2 separate regions of the Mus musculus genome follow, and region 1 is linked to region 2. Evidence: chromatin contacts called from public Hi-C data. All regions are on one chromosome and are shown on one strand. Each heading gives the region's core, a stretch centred on a gene start, on an enhancer-like site or on the middle of the called end of the contact. The rest is flanking DNA. Distances are from core to core; before and after follow the strand shown. Region 1 has its middle 55 kb from the start of Gm45904. Region 2 overlaps Cntnap4 (contactin associated protein-like 4).

The links. Hi-C and Micro-C count contacts between places; a contact is called where the count stands out from the background.
Region 1: a contact with region 2 is called in a Hi-C map of the C2C12 cell line, with 4 times the contacts expected there. The contact joins two enhancer-like sites. A contact is called at or near these places in 3 of 484 Hi-C or Micro-C datasets (the C2C12 cell line and cerebral cortex).

What each region holds. Positions count from the first base shown.
Region 1 is chr8:112,974,722-112,980,246 of GRCm38.p6, reverse strand. No RefSeq gene overlaps it. Among named protein-coding and RNA genes, the nearest start is that of Gm45904, 55 kb to the right of the region's middle. Within about 2 kb of position 3,691, at least 14 of the 459 cell types and tissues checked have an H3K27ac peak or open chromatin away from gene starts, as enhancers often do. A contact at or near this core is called in the C2C12 cell line, where this site is marked.
Region 2 is chr8:112,728,510-112,733,360 of GRCm38.p6, reverse strand. All of the region lies in intron 3 of Cntnap4 (contactin associated protein-like 4), which reads right to left. Among named protein-coding and RNA genes, the nearest start is that of Cntnap4, 160 kb to the right of the region's middle. Within about 2 kb of position 2,165, at least 13 of the 459 cell types and tissues checked have an H3K27ac peak or open chromatin away from gene starts, as enhancers often do. A contact at or near this core is called in the C2C12 cell line, where this site is marked.

The DNA.
Region 1 (5,525 bases), core at 2,442-4,941, 250 kb before region 2:
AAATCTCAACCAAATATAGCTGATTAGTAATAAGGACCCTCATGTATTTTAATAAGATATAGAAGAATTCTTATCCAATACAGGAAAATCCTTCTCAAAATAATTTATACTATGTTTTTCACAACTATCTTGAAGTGTCCACACTATTTTAAAGGGCATATACCTTCATATACAACAGAAAATATAAGTATTTGGCTACTTATAGACATATTAAAAGCCAGTGTTTACCAATAATTTCTAGATAACTCAGTTCACTTAACCCTCCCATGCTATCCACTTCAAAAAAATCAAACCATGGATTGATGGCTTCATTTTTGAAGCATCATGGAAATTGCCAAAATAATTTTTCAACCTAATGGGAAAAATAACTTTTCTTTCCATCATGGGACATACAGGTCCTTCAATCTTGTTCAGATGAAGGCATAGAAATACCACTTAAGAGTTCTTGCCTTGGGGAAATACCACTTCCTCAAGGGTGATGGAAGTTGTCATAGAAACAACCATAATTACAAGAAGCATGGCTATTGGTGGAAAAAATGTTACCTTAAAATGGTCCCCACCTCCTCTTAGAGAAGCTAAGTGGTTTCTCAGAAGTGAGTTTTCTTTTTCAAGACTATGCAAAGGTTACTGGCTTCAGCTTTCTACTCTCCAGAGTCAGGCTTTTTGTTGGTTTTCTAATTTTTAAATGTCTTGATGTTCAGATGCTCAGCTTAAATCAATGCCCTTCATTCTAAACTTGTTTCTGAAGACTAGGGCCTCTTCTCACAAGGTGTTGAATCACCTGCTCGAGACCTAAGAATAAGATTTTAGAACATGTGTGACTTAACAGAGTAATTTGTATCTAGAAGGAAAAAGCCCATGATATCTCCCAAGGTGAGTAATTATTTTCAATCGTATTTATCCTTGGTGTATTCAGAGTTAACAGAAAAATCTTAGGAATATAACAGGAAGAGATGCATGTAAATACCTAATTTATTTTTCTCAGCCTGAATTTTTTGCTTGTCATTTCTCTTACACAAATGCTATTTCTTCCTTTCTGCATAATAGTTTTAGCATATTAACTTCTTGATGACCTTAACTCTCTATAACTTTGTTTCTATGACCACTTCATAAATCTTCAGAGTTTTGTCTAATGTTCAAATTATTCACACACACACATTTATTTTAAATGGGTTATGTTCATTCATAATAAATTAGCTCACTTTAATATGTTTCATGGTATATTTTAATATTCACCCCTATAACAGTAAATATACCTATTTTAAATTGTATAACCTCAAAGATATGGACATATTACAGGTATTCACAATTCTGATATTTAATTTTTAATAATTTATCCTGATTTCTTCCAAAGATGATTTATAGCAAGTTTCAAAAATATGTAGAGTCTGAATTAGTTATATGGAGAGTGAAAGTACACTAGATTAATGAGAATAATTATTATGTATTAAATAATGATTTTTTAGAAATTAAGTTATTTTTAAAAAGGAAAAAGAAGCTAAAGCCCCCAGAAAGAAGGTGAAGTCTATGAGCACACTGACCTCTGCACAGCCGAGTCCTAGAGAGAGATGCACCATAAGCAGGTGCTCATGGGAAACGACATCATTCCTGTATCAGAAGCAGCCCCCGGTGAGGCTCTCAAAACAGATCTGATGAAAAACTCCTCACCCTTTCAACACACCCATACTACAGCACGTAGGCTTCATCTTGTTTCATGTTCCAAGCCCTCATTAAGATGCAGTGACACTAGTGGAAAGCAGTGTTTCAGGTAAAAAGGTCCCATGGTGGTGGCAGAAGACCGTGTCTCTGGTTCATCTCATCTCCAGGTTAATGGAGAAACAGAATTTAGAGAACTTGGGGAGATAGGACTAATTGCCTCAGATCTAAAGGTACCATTCCACTCAATTAAAGCCTCTGCTAATGTGTATTGCAAAGCTAAGACTTCAAGAAATGTTCCAAATGGTCTTAGATGTTTCCTAATGATAGCATATGCATATTTTTATTCCATCAAGAATCACAAAATAGAGCCTTGTGGCCCTGGCTCACGCAAATTTCTATTTCAATTATGAAGACAAACAGACACCAAACTCTCTGCTCACTTTCCACCTGAACTGATAACTTAAGCTTACAGTCATATAATGTTAACCAACTGGGAATGGACATGGCTACAACTTTCATCACTCCACTAGGTGTGTTTACATCCTTCCTTTGTCTAGGGGGATCTGGACATGAACCTGGGAAGGGACTTTATCTAAAGGTAGTCTCTCTGTTTGTGACTGTATAGTATACGCATTTTATGTATGTAGTAAAGGTTATATATTCCACTTTGCCATGTTTTTTTTTCCTTTTGCAAAATGATTAAAAATTTCCACACTCAATATCTTTAAAATTTGCAAATTCCATTTACTTATGTGTAAATACAAAACTAACCCAAGGATGGGAGATGAAGCGAGTGACTGGTGTTTCTGACTTTTGATGTACCCATACTGAGCAATAAGACTTCTTCAAAACACTTATGCTTTTATTTTGGAAAGCTGTATTTATTTTTATACTAACTGGTTGATACTATTATATGATTCTTCGGGGAATTGACAAGCACAGAATATATGTACATAGTGTGTTAGTATTTTTGTTGTTGTTGTTATGATAAACTATCTTAACCTAAATGCAAGTTAGGGAAGAGGGGATTTATTTTAGCTTATATAGTTACATAGGAGGTGTAGTCCATCAGGATGGAGGAGACATGGCACCAGGCAGGCATGAAAGCAGGAGCAGGAACCTAGCTGATCACATTCCTAGCACATACAGGAAGCCAACAAGAAGCTTACAAGAAGTGAGGCCTGCCTGGTTATACAACTTTAAAGCCAGCCCTAGTGATATACTTTTTCCAGATAGATACTTCTTAAAGGTTCTATAACGTCTCCAAACATCTCCAGCAGCCAGGGACCAAGTGTACAAACACAAGACCCTATAGAGGACATTTCTTATTCACACCAACAGAATTGGAAAGGGAAGTTTGTTTTCTTAGGTATCTTTGTCTGTTGGTTGGATTTTTTTTAAACTCACTTCACAAAGTCTTCATCGCCCACTCTCTCCAAAACAAACTAACTTTAAATATTTTTCCCTCTGAGTTGACTACTCCCTGTTCATCTGGCATTTCAAAATTGCTAATCCTGTAAAATATATGTTTTTAATTATAAACCTCAAGTAATGGGTGCAATGTCCCAGAAGGGTCCAACTTACATTGCAGTTGAACTGAAAGCTCTTGTTTGTATCAGTCTTTCCATGTGGCTCACTACCATGGTGAATTAACCTTGCCCATTTAACTCACAGTCTATCTTCTCCCTATAGATTCTATACCTCAACTCACATGGGGCAAAACCCTATCTTTGTTTGATCCCATCTGGTTTGAAAGGTATAATTTAAATGCACAGTTGCAGGCCACATTAAATGGTTTCATCAGGTGGGGCCAACCTTAGCTCTTGACCTGGGTTATTCCATAATGCTTTTTTTCCACCCTTACCTAGGAAACAATTTTGTACTATTTACCCCAAAACACAACCTTCTCAGGGAATGTGTTTATTTTCCAAGTCGAAGAAAAAAATAAGACCTGAGTGGAGGACACAGTCAGAATACATGTCCTTTGTGCTCATGCTGTAACTGGAGACTGCATCCAAACAACTAATGACTCATTTGATGACTAAAGAAACACTCATTTGTGCGGTTATGGTTTTTATGAGTTAGGAATCTGGGTTCAGCTAAATTGGACCCTCTCCCCACCCAGGGCTTCCCACATGGCTATAATCAACTTTTCCTCTGATACTGTGATTCTCCCATGATGTCTAACCTAGACAAAGACTTTTGAGCTCATTCATGATGTCACTGTTTGCATCTCATTCCCTTTCAGATGCTGAGCTGAGAGCCTCAAGTTACTAGAGAGCTGCTAAATGTGGTCCTCCGTTCCTTGTGATGGAGACCTCTCCAACGACAAAAATTGTTTGGCCATAGCCAGCTGGGAAAGAATCAGTTACTAATATGGAAGTTAGTGTTCTGTGTCAAGTAATTACAGAGCAGACAACCAATTTTGGTCTCTGCCATATTTTCTTATTTTGATGCAAATGACTACGCCAGTCTGTGTTGACAAGTGGCTTGTGCGTGGCAGAAAAGATCATCAGAGACCATCTTAGACACTGCTTGCTGAAGATTCATTGTAACAGCCACCCCCTCCCAACATTATAGACATACATGTCCATTATCAGCTTGTGCAAGCTTGGTCAGTGGACAAGTAGCTGTTTCACACAGGAAAACATCTGTTTCTATAGAGGCAGCAAACACAGTCTGGGCCAGACACAAAACCACAAGCTTTTATCTGTTTGGGCAGCATTACAGAGCTGGCTGCTACAGGTCCACTTTTCCTAAATTGACTTGGCTGGGGCAAGAATTAGATTTCAGAGAGAATCTTTGCACATAATGGCCTTTTAGATATTATATGAAAGGGTAACTGTGGCCCTGTAATTTATTCCTCCCTCCTCAGGGATCCCTGAAGACGTTTGACCCTGACCAGAATTCTTTGCAAATATCGACTGATCCACTATACTAACTGAAAGATAAATGAGGGTCCAAAAGGGTTCTGCTGTGCACTGATTACAGATCTGGAAATGACCTCAACCTCGGCATCCTATCCCAGTTCATTTAGATTGTTTATATTAAATCCAGGGCTGGGCTGATGCATGCAAGTTATACACATAGCCAGAACAAAGGTAGGTGCCTACCACAATTCTACAAGTTGGAAGTCTTCCTGACTAACTTGTCTGATGCCCTTGCCAGAATTCAAAACCATATCTGTTGTGTGGGAAAGTATCCTATGGGTTGGGCTCCCAGATGCTGTACATATAAATGGTCCTATTTACTATGTTGGCAATTAGTCAAAGCCTAGTGCTGGCTAAGTTGGGGTGATCTTTCTAAAACAGAAGTAAGACTAAGGATTGGTTTAGTAATAATTCAAGTGAGATGTTTATTTTTCAATGGCTTTAAGTAAGATTTACTTGGCATACAGTGACACATACACACACACACACACACACAGTGAGTCATTAATAACACTTATGTGATATAACCTTGCAACTGGAAAGATAAAACCTAAATGTTTGGTTATGATCCCTGATGTCCTAAAAAAGCTTCTCAAACTAACTGTATATGATTTATCACAGACAAGTACAACTCCAATCATAAGAGATCCGACAGGGTATATAGTATTATGTACAGGGAGGCTGAGTTCAGACTAGTTCTGAGTTTAAAAGTAATCATTTCAATGTTAAATCAGTGTGAGATTTGCTTACTCAGCACTCAATGCAAGAATCCAGGCCACTAAAAAGTGGCCAAGAAACAATACTTCAACCTTTGGCTTCATTAGCTGTTTACACATAGTCTTCCATGACCCACGTGGAAGGCAGAAGAATAACACCCCCCCCCAAATCAGGAGGTGAAACTAGGAAGACACTGGAATATCCGAATAGACAGAATAG
Region 2 (4,851 bases), core at 916-3,415:
GGGAAGAATGTCTGTGTGCAAAGATGGCCTTTCCTTCTGCCCCCACCCCCGGTCCCCGCCCCCGACCCCCGACCCCTGCCCTGTGAAAACTGTCACTTCCTTTAAGGAAATCAGATGAACTGTTTTGTCTCTCCATGCACAAAGTGACTGTTACCTCCGTTTCTTTGTATTAAAAGAAGTCACACTTTGTATTAAATTGCAATCACACCTATTAGAGCGGCTTTCGACTAGAATACCCTCAATAAAAATTGCTTCAGCAAAACACGGATTAAACGTAAAAGTGCCCCCGCGCCAGTGGCTGCCAGCACTGCAAACAGTGTGCAGAAGCCGAGGAAATAATCTCTCAGTATTGAAAAACTATTACCTGATTCAGCAAAGAAACTGCTCACCTGTTTCGGCTATTGCTCTTTCTCGGCTCCCTCATTAGCATAAACAAAAGCCTCCCCCCCAAGTAGGAGCCACACTCTATAAGTGCTGCTAAGCTTCATCAGCACACTGCCTCAGTCTTGTCCATTGCCGTAAAGGGATACTGGAAGCAATGAGAATTTGGAAAGACCCGTGATTAGACTTACAGGCTCTGGCTCTGGAAAACGAGAGAGACCTTTGGAATGATGCTAAGCCAGCACAGTCAATTTGCAGATGAGGAAATTAAAGGTCAGGAAGGTGCAAAAAAAAAATCTCTGGCGTCTGCAAAACCATCACACTGAGTAAGCCTGTGTTCCTTACGCAGTATTAGGGCACATTCGCTGATGTATAGCTTGCCTCCAATATTCATAGAACTCAGCACCCTAGCTACTTGAAACACATTTAAAGATCTATTTATTTTTATTTTAGGAGTGTCTGCATGAATGTTCACAAACCATGTACATGTCTGGTGCCTGGGGAGGGCAGAAGAGGGCACCAGATCCTCTGAAACTGGAATTCCCATTGTAAGAGTCCCTGTGGGTGTCGGAAACCAGAGGTGGGACATCTTAAGTCATACCTCCAGCCCGGAGCCATGTTTATCTGCCACATCATGGGACTTCACATATGACGAAATCAGTATGATAGAGAAGCTGTTCCCATCACCCATATTTCACCCTTATTTCTTCTCCACCCCCTCCTCCAACTCTTCTTCCTCCTTATTTTTGTTTACACTGTCACGATTTCTATATGTAGGAATGGCATAGGAAATATGCAGACTCATTATGCTGGGTCTCCTTAAAGTTAATCAATAAGGGACCAGCTAAGAAGGCTAAGAGGCAGACAGCAGATTCCAGTATTACCAGTCAGTACTCTTATGTACCAAAATATTTTCTAACACATTCTTTAAAAACATAAAAAAATAAAAAAAAGTTGCGTGTTTTGAAATCAACTCCCGTTGATTCCGTGAGTGATCAATTCGTTTCTTCTGTTTCATCAGCATCCCATTCCCCCGGTTTTTCAGGCTGGCACCCCACAAGGATCTCCACAACTGTACATTTCCACCTGCAAATTAAATCTGAAATCTGGCACCCGTAATAGCTAATCCTCATCTGCTACTCGACTGTACTTGGAACCAGCTAAGAAACTAACTTAGGTGCGCATCTGTGAGAAGGTTTTCCACAAAGAAAGACTGACCATCAGTGTCAGTGGGTGATACCCCCAGATGGGTTTGGGACCATCCCATGAATAGAAGTGTGAAGTGGAGAAACCAAACTCTGCTTCCGGACCGAGGCTCTGGCTGCTATGGTTACCCCCCCCCCCCCCCCCCCGCCATGCTGGACTTAGCCTCAAATCATAAACCAAAAATAACCTCTTCCCCTCACTTACTTGCTGATGGGTGTACAGTCACAACAGTCAGAAAAGCAACTGATACAGCCTGGTTTACCGTCTCTACTATGACCACCCAGTTCCACAAAGCATGGTCTCATCAGAATTGTCATCAAAGCCTGGTCTTGGACCTTTCATTCTTGCGTCCCGGCCCCATTCATACCCAGACTCTCAATGGTTTCCCTGGTGACCAGCCAGTAAGATTTGGAAAGGAGGAGTGCAGGACCCCTTCCCGCTGCTTGCGGTCAAAACCCAAAGACTTCATCAAGTGTAACAACCACAGCTGGAATGTAGCCCCACTGAATCTCCTTGAAAAGGCATGACTCAGTCCTGATGAAGGCATTTGCACAGAAGGCAACCGTGTACAGTCACTTCCTGTTTGGGCTATCCATACCGCCTCCGCCTGAGAAGGCCTCATTCTTGCTCACATCTTCTAAGGTAAAGTCTGGGCTCCCACATCAGATCTTCCAGTTCTCCTTTCTTTGAGTTTCTCACCCTCTGCAGGAGGAAGGGTCCTTTTCTGTTTACTCTTTTTCCAGGCTTATTTATCTTACCCTGCTAGAGGGGGCGTTCCACTACAAGCATGGACCCTAGCCAGCCTCCAGCTACAGTGAAATCCCTGCTTCGTCTCAGCAAGATCCTCGGGCATTTATGTTTAAGGAAGACAAGGCTTAAAAAGAAAATTTAAACAAAGTTCAGCACGCTTCTCAATTGCGAGGCCTCTTGGAGCACAGGCTGACGAGAACCATGCGCTATGTCTCTTAGGACAGGGAATGATCTAGTGTGTCTCAGACATACTTGTTCCCCAGGAATGTTCCTCATGCACTTTTCCTTATCACTGCCCGCTTACTACTGCAGTTCTGCTGAGCACCTGCCTGGGCTGCAGCTGGGCCCACCTTGAACCAAGCAGGGATTTCACTGTAGTTGGAGGCTGGCTAGAGTCCTTAGACTCTGACCATCAGCCCTTTTAAAAAGTCCCACCATATTTCCTATTTCCGCGGTCAAAACACTTTACTAAGGATTAGGAAAGATTATCACACTAGTAAACGCCCCCACCCCCACTCATCCACCCCCACTCCCCACCTACCTTAGTGGTTTCCATTTCTGAGGAAATCATGAGATCCTGCCTATGAAAAGTCATCTCAGGACCTTCGGAAAATTCCGCAAGGCACCCCTCTCCTCCAGAAGGGAGAGGCTTATTATACTCCTCAGAAAGACCACAGGGGGGACCCACAGATAAGGAAAGCCCTTGCTATTTCACTCCCTAAGGACCAATCAGTTTAAAAGTCACACCGTTCTGCCAACCACATTGTGTTTAGTGGCTGTTGCTCTATTCTACCCCTGAAAACTGTATACAAACTGGCTGAACGGGCTGCCTGGGGTCACCACCTCTCCTTCAGGTGCAAGACGACCCCAACACACTGGAACAATAAATTCCCCTTGCTTTTGCATTGATCCCTGGCTCCATATGGTTCACTCAGAGGGTTCCCAGGAACTAAGACTCCTCAGTCTAACACCTGAAATTTGCATGTCCATGTGGTCGAATTTTTCTTTTAGGAGGGGTAAGGTAAGGTACCATTTTCCAACTTGAACTACATGTTAAAACTTTCAGTTGTACAGCCCCCAAGCACAGATATGTGTGTGCGTTCACACTCACACTCTCATATACACATATATGCATGTGTCACACAGACCCTAGGCATTGGTGTGTGTATGCATGTGAACACATGTATGTGTATCTGTTATGATGACTCCAGGCATTGATGTATGTACATATGCGAACACATCTTCTATGTGTCATGGAGACCCTAGACATTGGTATGTGTATGCATGCCCGTATATTCATGTTATGTTGACCTTAGGCACATATACAAACACATGTATATGTGTGCACACATGCTTATGTGTTTTCCTCTTAACAAGCTAGTGTGCGAGTATAGCTGAGATCCTGGTCTCTGGATACTGGATTCTAAAGTGACACTATCTATCAGTTTATCACATATTTGTGATTCCATTTCCTGGGTGCCACTGGCGGACTAATGTAATCTGTAATTATAATCCCTTGCCAAGTGAACAGGTGGATGATTAATTAAATGACCTTCCAAAAGATATCACTTTTTCCCCTAAAATTAATAGAATTTCACACATTCAGATAGATGTACTGTGAGGATCTCAGCTTAAGGGACGGGGAGGAAAAGATTCTCACATTGACAGTGATAACAGAATGGCAGATGGCCTGGGAATGCATGCGGACAGCAATGTCTGATTTTTATTTTTTAACATGACTGACTTATAGGTTATTTAAATTTTTAAACATAAAGTGCAAGTGTAAAATATATATATAATTTGCATAAGTAATACAAATACCTTCCCTGGCACAGTAAAAATTTTAGCAGTTCTCTCTTGCAGAATTGTGAAGCCCAGGACTATAGAACGTGAGATTTTTAAATAAGCTGGCATTCTTTTTTTAGTAATCATTTAAAAAAAATAATTAAGACGTTACTACAAGAAGTGCAGGCTGTGCTGTGACTGGCAGAAGCATCCTTCAGGAACTCTCAGAGACCTTAAAGCATCTTTCCACTGCAAAGTCATTTGGAAAAATGTAATGTTACCCTCCCTCACAGCTAAAGCAGTCTGACAGTCTTTGCTTTCTGCTGCCCAACCTGTTTACCTTTGTGAAATCCTCGAATAACCAAGATTCAGCTTTTTTTGACTCAATGCTCTCAGAGAAAGTTTTCAGAGCGTCTATGGGGTGCAAGACTGATCCTGCAATACCTTGTAAATGAAAATTTCAAGGCCTACTGTCAAGTTTTAAATGCACCGGCTGTCCCTACAAGACAGTCTTCAATCTGTTAGGGAAAAAAATGTTTTTTTACATACCATCAAAATTCATAAAAAAAAAAACACAAAGATTTTTTGTTGGTTTTGTTTTGTTCTTTGAGAAGGACAAAGACTCACTGTGTAGCCAAGGCTGCCTTCAAACTCAGCATCCCCCTGCCTCAGCTTGTAAATACTGGGATCCAGTTGCCAGCAAGAAACGAGTGAGCTTGAATGTCTCTT